Linked DNA regions of Mus musculus: region 2 is linked to region 1. A link is a contact called in public promoter capture Hi-C data. All regions are on one chromosome and are shown on one strand. Each heading gives the region's core, a stretch centred on a gene start, on an enhancer-like site or on the middle of the called end of the contact. The rest is flanking DNA. Distances are from core to core; before and after follow the strand shown. Region 1 holds the start of Robo3 (roundabout guidance receptor 3). Region 2 has its middle 21 kb from the start of Spa17.

Region 1 (3,286 bases), core at 568-3,067:
GTTAAGTTTCTGCCTTGCTTGGCCTTCTAATGTGATGGAACCCGCAAGACCGACCAGCAGAAGGCCAAGCAAACGGTCCTTAAGATTCTGAGGATCAGACCAGATGAACTAGTCCTCTTCATCCTTAACTCTGAAGGGATTGGTCTCAAATGGTGATGTCTTCTGATTGGCAAATTCAGCACACACACCCCTTCCTTACCTCTCCGGCTGAAAGTGGTCTAGCACTACAGCAAGCCCCTGGATGAGGGTCTGATGTAAAAAACTTCTATCTCTTTAGTGCCCTAGCCTACCCCATTCTCAAGATCTGCCCAGGTTTTGTCTTCGGTGGATGCACCAGGGACCCAGTTCAGCACCCACAGATGTGTCAGCTCCCAGGGCTCTAAGTCCCGTGGGATTGTTGAGCCCCATCAGCCCTCACCATTTAGTTCATCCCACCTTGAGCTCTCTGGTCCTGGACCGAGGACTCCGAAGCACTAAATGCCCCCAGAATTCCGTGGGCAGGACACTGGATTGTAGAGACAAACTGGTTGGTGGGGCCATGTTCCTCTACTCTTGACCTGCTTTTGGTTTGGAATCTGCCACAGCTTCATCTTCCACCCTGGAATTGAGTAGCATATAGCGCTCTGAGCTGTCTTCCTGTGCAGGTGTCCCCTTACATATCAGAAGCAGCCGCTGCACGATTACATAGCCTAAGAGCAATCCAAACACTTACTTGTCCACAGAACCTACAGGATGGGAAAGCCACGGTCTCTTGCTCCACATTCAACATCATTTCCAGTCTAGAGAAAGTGTGTGCAGGAGAGGGGCAAAAGCAAAGATGGTTGGCTGCAACATCTCCAAGGCTAAAATAACCCCTATTCGAGACAGAACCGGGGCTTTGGTTTTCCTGTTGCACACCCCACCCCACCTCACCCCGACCGGGAGGATAAACAGCTGTTATCTGGTTCCAGCAGTTTCACACAATTTGGCATTCACCCGGTCTGTGACACTTTGCTTCCTTTGTTCTAGACTTTTGGTCTCTTCAAAACTGTCAAACAACTTCCTAAAACACGTCATAGTGGAGCAATGCACTATGCTAATAGGTGCGTGCTGCCTGGATTCTCGGGGTCTCCTCCAATTTTACTCAGTTCTGAGCACCCGGCAGGATTTCCTGACGGGGCGGGGGGGGGGGCGCATCTGGAGCAGGACTCCAGGTCAAGTTGGATCTCTGTATCCCTGTGGGTTCCTAGTGGCAAGCCACAGGATTAGGAGGAATCGGACGCGCACGTGGGGCGAGAGGTGATCCAGCGGTGGAATTCTCTTCTTCCCCTCCACCCCCACTCCCAGGTATCCTAGCACCCTGCGCTCACGTTTCCAGGACCCAGAATTTGAAAGGCACTGGAAGCTGGGACATTGAGAGCTCAACAGTGTCTGCTCTCCCAATGCCTCAGTTTCCCTGACGTCCGAGAAAGGAAATAATTCCTGCTATAATTTTAGAAAGAAGGGCTGAGTCTGACAGAGGCTCAGTCCGCGTCTTGGGGGAGAGAGAGAGAGAGAGAGAGAGAGAGAGAGAGAGAGAGAGAGAGAGAGAGAGAGAGAGAGAGAGAGACTCTCCCGCCAGGTTCAGAGCAACATTTGATGAGAGGAGTGTGGGGCGGGGACTCTAACTTGCGCGCGGCCCTGTTAGTGGCCATCCTGGTGGAGGTGGGGATATGGAGGAAGGCGGATTAAGCCCTTAATTACGGCGTGATCCGAGTGGCACCTGCTTTCCGCCCGCCCAGCTCCCAGGGGATTCTGGCACTGGGGGGGGGGGGGGTGGAGAGAAGAACCAGCGAAGGAGGACAGCCCGCGCAGAGGCACGGCCGGTACCCAGGCACGCCTGCAGGACAGCGGCATCGTGGCTGCCGCAGCGCGCAAAGGCTGTGGAGGGGCTTACGGCTCCCGGCCCGCGGGTCCCAGACCCAAGGGCTGGGCTCCGAGGCCCCTGCCCAAGACCCAGGCGGGCTGCGCTATGCTGCGCTACCTGCTTAAAACACTACTACAGATGAACTTGTTCGCGGACTCCCTGGCCAGGGACATCTCCAACTCCAGCGAGCTACTCTTCGGCTTCAACTCCTCGCTGGCAGCGCTCAACCCTAGTCTGCTTCCTCCTGGAGATCCCTCTCTCAATGGTGAGACTGTTCGATGGGGACCTTAGATTTGGAGATCGGGATGAGAGGGCTGCTTGGAAGGGAAGACGGAAGGTCTCCTTTTCCAGGACCCAGGGGCGCCTGTCAGGGCCCTCCTGGGAAGTGGGGTCCCAAAGGAGCGTCTGAGTTGGTGTATTTGCCTGTGGTGGAGGGCTGCTGAGCCCCTTTCTCCTCATCTCTCCTACTATCCACCTACCACACCCACCCCAGGTGGGAGAAATGTAAAGGGCAAGTTCCAAGCTAAGAAGGAAGGTTAGACCAGGGCACGATGTCGCCAGTCGGCCAAGGCTAAACCGGGCACTAGGTGATCCACCCAAGTAGCAGATGCCACTTCCAGGACCTAAAGTTTTCAAAAACCTCACTCAGAGCAAGGGTGGGAAAGCCCCCAACTTTGTAGGTGTTTTTACGCGGAGGGTCAAAGTCAGCAATCTTCTCAAGGAAACTTAGTATTAAGTTTGTATCCCCAGTGAGACTCACAGCTGACCCAGCCTGGCAGAGCGATGGCGAGGTCGTTACTGCTAATTACAGTGATTAATAAATAACTTGAGACAGCGCTGCCCCCCCTGAGCGCTGCAGGCAGTCTGGAGAGAGGCCTGATCGCGCTCCCTGCTGGCTACGTCAGGAACTCTCCCTCTGGAAGCCTCTGCCCAACTTAGGCTAGGGCCCCGGACTCTGGACATGGTCCACCTTTGCAGTCTCTAAAAGATGAAAGGATTCTCTCTCTCTCTCTCTCTCTCTCTCTCTCTCTCTCTCTCTCTCTCTCTCTCTCGTTCTCTCTCTCTCTCCCCCCCCCCCCCGTACTCAGGTGCAAGGGAGGAGCCCCAGAGCCCTATTTGCATGGCCATTAGCTATTCATTAGGCTGCTGTCGAAGCATCTCTGGAGACCAGGAATGACAGGGAAGAAATTCCAGGGAAAGAGAGCCCTCGGCTGTGTCTGCAGGAATTAGAGGGAAAGCGTGGATCAGAAGGGTGTTGTGTGGAAGGAGTTTGAAGAGGGCTGAGATTCTCCAGTCTTGCCACCTTTGAGGAGTCCCAAGAGACCAAGCAGTTATTTTCTCGGATTTTTTACTCACCTAGAGCTTTATACCAGACATCTATCTTTTCATTTAAGCTTGAAA
Region 2 (3,286 bases), core at 325-2,824, 160 kb before region 1:
TGCCTCTGTATTTGTCAGGCTCTACCAGAGCTTCTCACACAGTCGCCAAACCCGGACGCTATTGAGGATGCCGGGAAGTGCCTGCTGATGGGAGCCTGATATGGCTTTGGTTTCTCAAGGCAGGGTTTCCCTGTGTATCCCTTGGCTGCCCTGAAACTAATTCTGGAGAGCAGGCTGGCAGCAAACTTGGAGATCTGACTACCTCCACCTCCTGAGTGCTGGGATTAAAGACAAACAACAAATGTTTTAAAAAGAAACTCACTCTCAAAAAGAGGGAGATGTGGCCACAGCTCCCTTGTAGTGTACTTGATAAACTGTGTTTCCAAGGAAGATGGAAAGGTGGAAAAGGGAAGGTGTTATACAATGTTTCATGTACTGTCTGGAAATTTTTTTTAATTTTTCCATAAATGGATGTCATGAACCAGAATGCACTTATTCTGCTCTTGGGAATGAGAGTTGACGCACTTCTAATAACACTTATGACGAGCATCCTATGGGTGAGTTAAGAACGCCAACTGCAACCAGATGCAGCTGGAGGAGGAATTTCACTGGGAACAGGCTTTGAGGTTTCAAAAGCCTGTGGTGTTCCCAGTTAGCTCTCTCTACCTCACACTTGTGGATCAAGATGTAAGCTCTCAGCTACTGCTCCAAAACCATGCCTGCCTACCTGCTGGCATGCTTTCCACCATAATGGTTACAGATTCTAGCCCTCTGGAACTGTGAGCCCCAAAGTGAGTTCCGTTGGCCATGGCATTTTGTCATAGCAACAGAAAAGTGACCAAAACAAACTCACTTTTTTTTCTTTCACTTTTGAAAAACTGTGTGTGTGGGGTGTGTGTGTGTGTGTGTGTGTGTGTGTGTGTGTGTGTACCTGTGTGCCTCATACTGCTGAGTGGAGATCAAAGGACAACCTGCAGGAATTTGTTTTCTCCTCCCACAATAAAGGGTTCCAGAGATTGAACTCAAATCTTAGACTTGGTACTTACTGGTACCTGGTACATCTCTCCTCTCTCCTGCCCACAAGATAATATTTAGAAGCAAAATGATTAGTTGGGACTCCACCTAGATTTGACTTGTCATCAATATTACCCAGATCATGAGATCCCATTTTCCTATGTGAATACAATTGTTACTGCGATTTCTCCCTCTCCCTCTCCCTCTCCCTCTCTCCCCCCTCCCCCTCTCCTTCCCTCCTCTCTCTCTCTCTCTCTCTCTCTCTCTCTCTTCCCCCCTACCCCCCTTCTCTCTCTCCCTCCCTCCCCTTCCTCCCTTCCCCCCCCCTTTCTTGGATGTGGGGCAGAGAGAGGGAGGGGGTGGGATGAGAATTGACTTTGCTTATTGGAAGGTAAAAATGCATGAAATCCCGAGTATTCAAAAGCTTGGGGTCCATCAGTTAGCAAGCCATCCTCTGTGCTCCAAGGCCACTGTAACAGGCTCTGTGAGGCAGGGACTGACTGCTCTTTGCACACCACGAGTCTCCTTTGCCAGCTGCACCTCTTTTAGACTGTGGCAAAAGAGATCCTCAGAAGAGACTTCAAGTCCAGAGGAGGAAAGTACACCTCCTGTCTGCTTCCTGTCTGCTCCCTATGCCTGGCAGAGCCACCGACAGTTCTTCCTGTCCCCAGAGCAGCAGCTCAGTCCAGAAGCATGTACAGCCCAATTTCAGCGCGTAGTCACCCACCAGTATCCTAAGATGTCCGAGTTTCAGCTGCAGGAGGCAAGTTTTGATAGTTCTAACTTTTCTTTGTCCTTTTAGACGAAGAACTGGTGGATAGCTGCCTCCAGCAGTGTCTGTCTCTGTAACAGCTATTGTCTCTACAGCATTCTCAGTCATATGGTAACAACTCTGTTTTCCCAACTAATAATTAACATTAAATTCCATAATGTAAAGTGGTTTCTGAATCCCAATAAGACTGTGATTAGTTTAAGTGAAAATCAAATCAGACTTTGTTTTACTTAGAAACTTGTTGATTAACATAAAAATTTAACAGAAAATTAAGCATGTGCATCTAATTCTTTGTCCTTCAGAAATGCCGTTATTTTAAAAGCTAAGCCTAGTTAGAGCAGCAGAGAGTGAACAATGCTAAGACTGTGAAAGTGGGAAACCACATTTATCTAGCAGAACAGAGACATCTGAATCCTAAACCATTAGTGAGAGAGTCAGAGAAACATTTTGTACCAAAATTCACAAAAGATAAAGGACCAGTAGGTGTCAGGTATCAGACCTAGAAGTGAAAGGTGGGGGGTGAGATAGGGACACGCATTTTTTTTTTAAAAGTCAGTCAACACTGTTAGAAAGTCAGTTATGTCCCTCAGTTCTTTCCTGTGTTCATGCCTTGCCCTAACAGATAGCTAAGCTTTATAGTCCCAAGAGTAGTATGATCTCTGAACTGGGAGATACAGAATTTACAAGGATGGAAATGCCAAACCCAGGGTCTCATTGTTGTGAAGAGACACCATGACCAGCGCAGCTCTTTTTTTTTTTTTTTAAAGATTTATTTATTTATTATATGTAAGTACACTGCAGCTATCTTCAGACACTCCAGAAGAGGGCATCAGATCTTGTTACAGATGGTTGTGAGCCACCATGTGGTTGCTGGGATTTGAACTCTGGACCTTCGGAAGAGCAGTCGGGTGCTCTTACCCACTGAGCCATCTCACCAGCCCCAGCGCAGCTCTTATAAAGGAAAGTATTTAGTTGGGGGCTGGCTGGCAGTTCAGAGGCTTAGTCCACTGCCATCATAGTCAGAAGCATTGTAGCATGCAGGCAGATATGGTACTAGAGAGGTAGCTGCGAGTCCTACATCTGGATTGGCAGGCATCAGGAAGAGAGAGTGACACTGGATCTGGCTTGGCCTACACCCCGTGACATAGTTCCTCCAACAAGGCCACACCTACTTCCAACAAGGGCTCATGTCCTAATCTTCTCAAATAATGCCACTCCCTATGAGCTTATGGGGGCCATCTTCATTCTATCCTCCAAACCCAGAATGTTACATTTTGAGTACAAAGGCTTCCCAACATCTTTCTTCCCCAGAGGAAAAAGCAGTGTCACTGGGGCTGGAGAGATGGCACAGGGGTAGACGGGCATTCATTTACTCTTCTTGTAGAGGGCCAGTGTTTGGTTCCCAGCACCTATATTAGGTGACTAACAACCACCCGTAATTACAGCTCCAGGAGATGCAATTCCCTTTACTAAACCCTACAGGTACTGATAGGCACATACACATACACACACACACAGGCACACACTCTCATACATATACATAAGTAAAAACTTAATATT

Evidence for each region. Promoter capture Hi-C pulls out the DNA fragments that hold promoters and counts their contacts.
Region 2: a contact with region 1 is called in a promoter capture Hi-C map of the HPC-7 cell line. The contact joins the enhancer-like site here to the promoter of Robo3 in region 1. A contact is called at or near these places in 14 of 39 promoter capture datasets (the C10 cell line, the HPC-7 cell line, cranial neural crest and 10 more), 1 of 15 datasets of contacts at CTCF or cohesin (large pre-B cells), 1 of 484 Hi-C or Micro-C datasets (bone marrow-derived macrophages), 10 of 115 datasets of contacts at active chromatin or transcription factors (bone marrow-derived macrophages, embryonic basal ganglia, embryonic forebrain and 6 more) and 3 of 9 other capture datasets (adipose tissue, liver and pancreatic islet).

Annotation. Positions count from the first base shown.
Region 1 is chr9:37,431,706-37,434,991 of GRCm38.p6, reverse strand. Robo3 (roundabout guidance receptor 3) reads left to right here and starts at 1,817. Exons shown (of 28, transcript NM_001164767.1): 1 at 1,817-2,150. The coding sequence starts at 1,991.
Region 2 is chr9:37,591,134-37,594,419 of GRCm38.p6, reverse strand. No RefSeq gene overlaps it. Among named protein-coding and RNA genes, the nearest start is that of Spa17, 21 kb to the left of the region's middle. Within about 2 kb of position 1,574, at least 10 of the 459 cell types and tissues checked have an H3K27ac peak or open chromatin away from gene starts, as enhancers often do. A contact at or near this core is called in the HPC-7 cell line and pre-B cells, where this site is marked.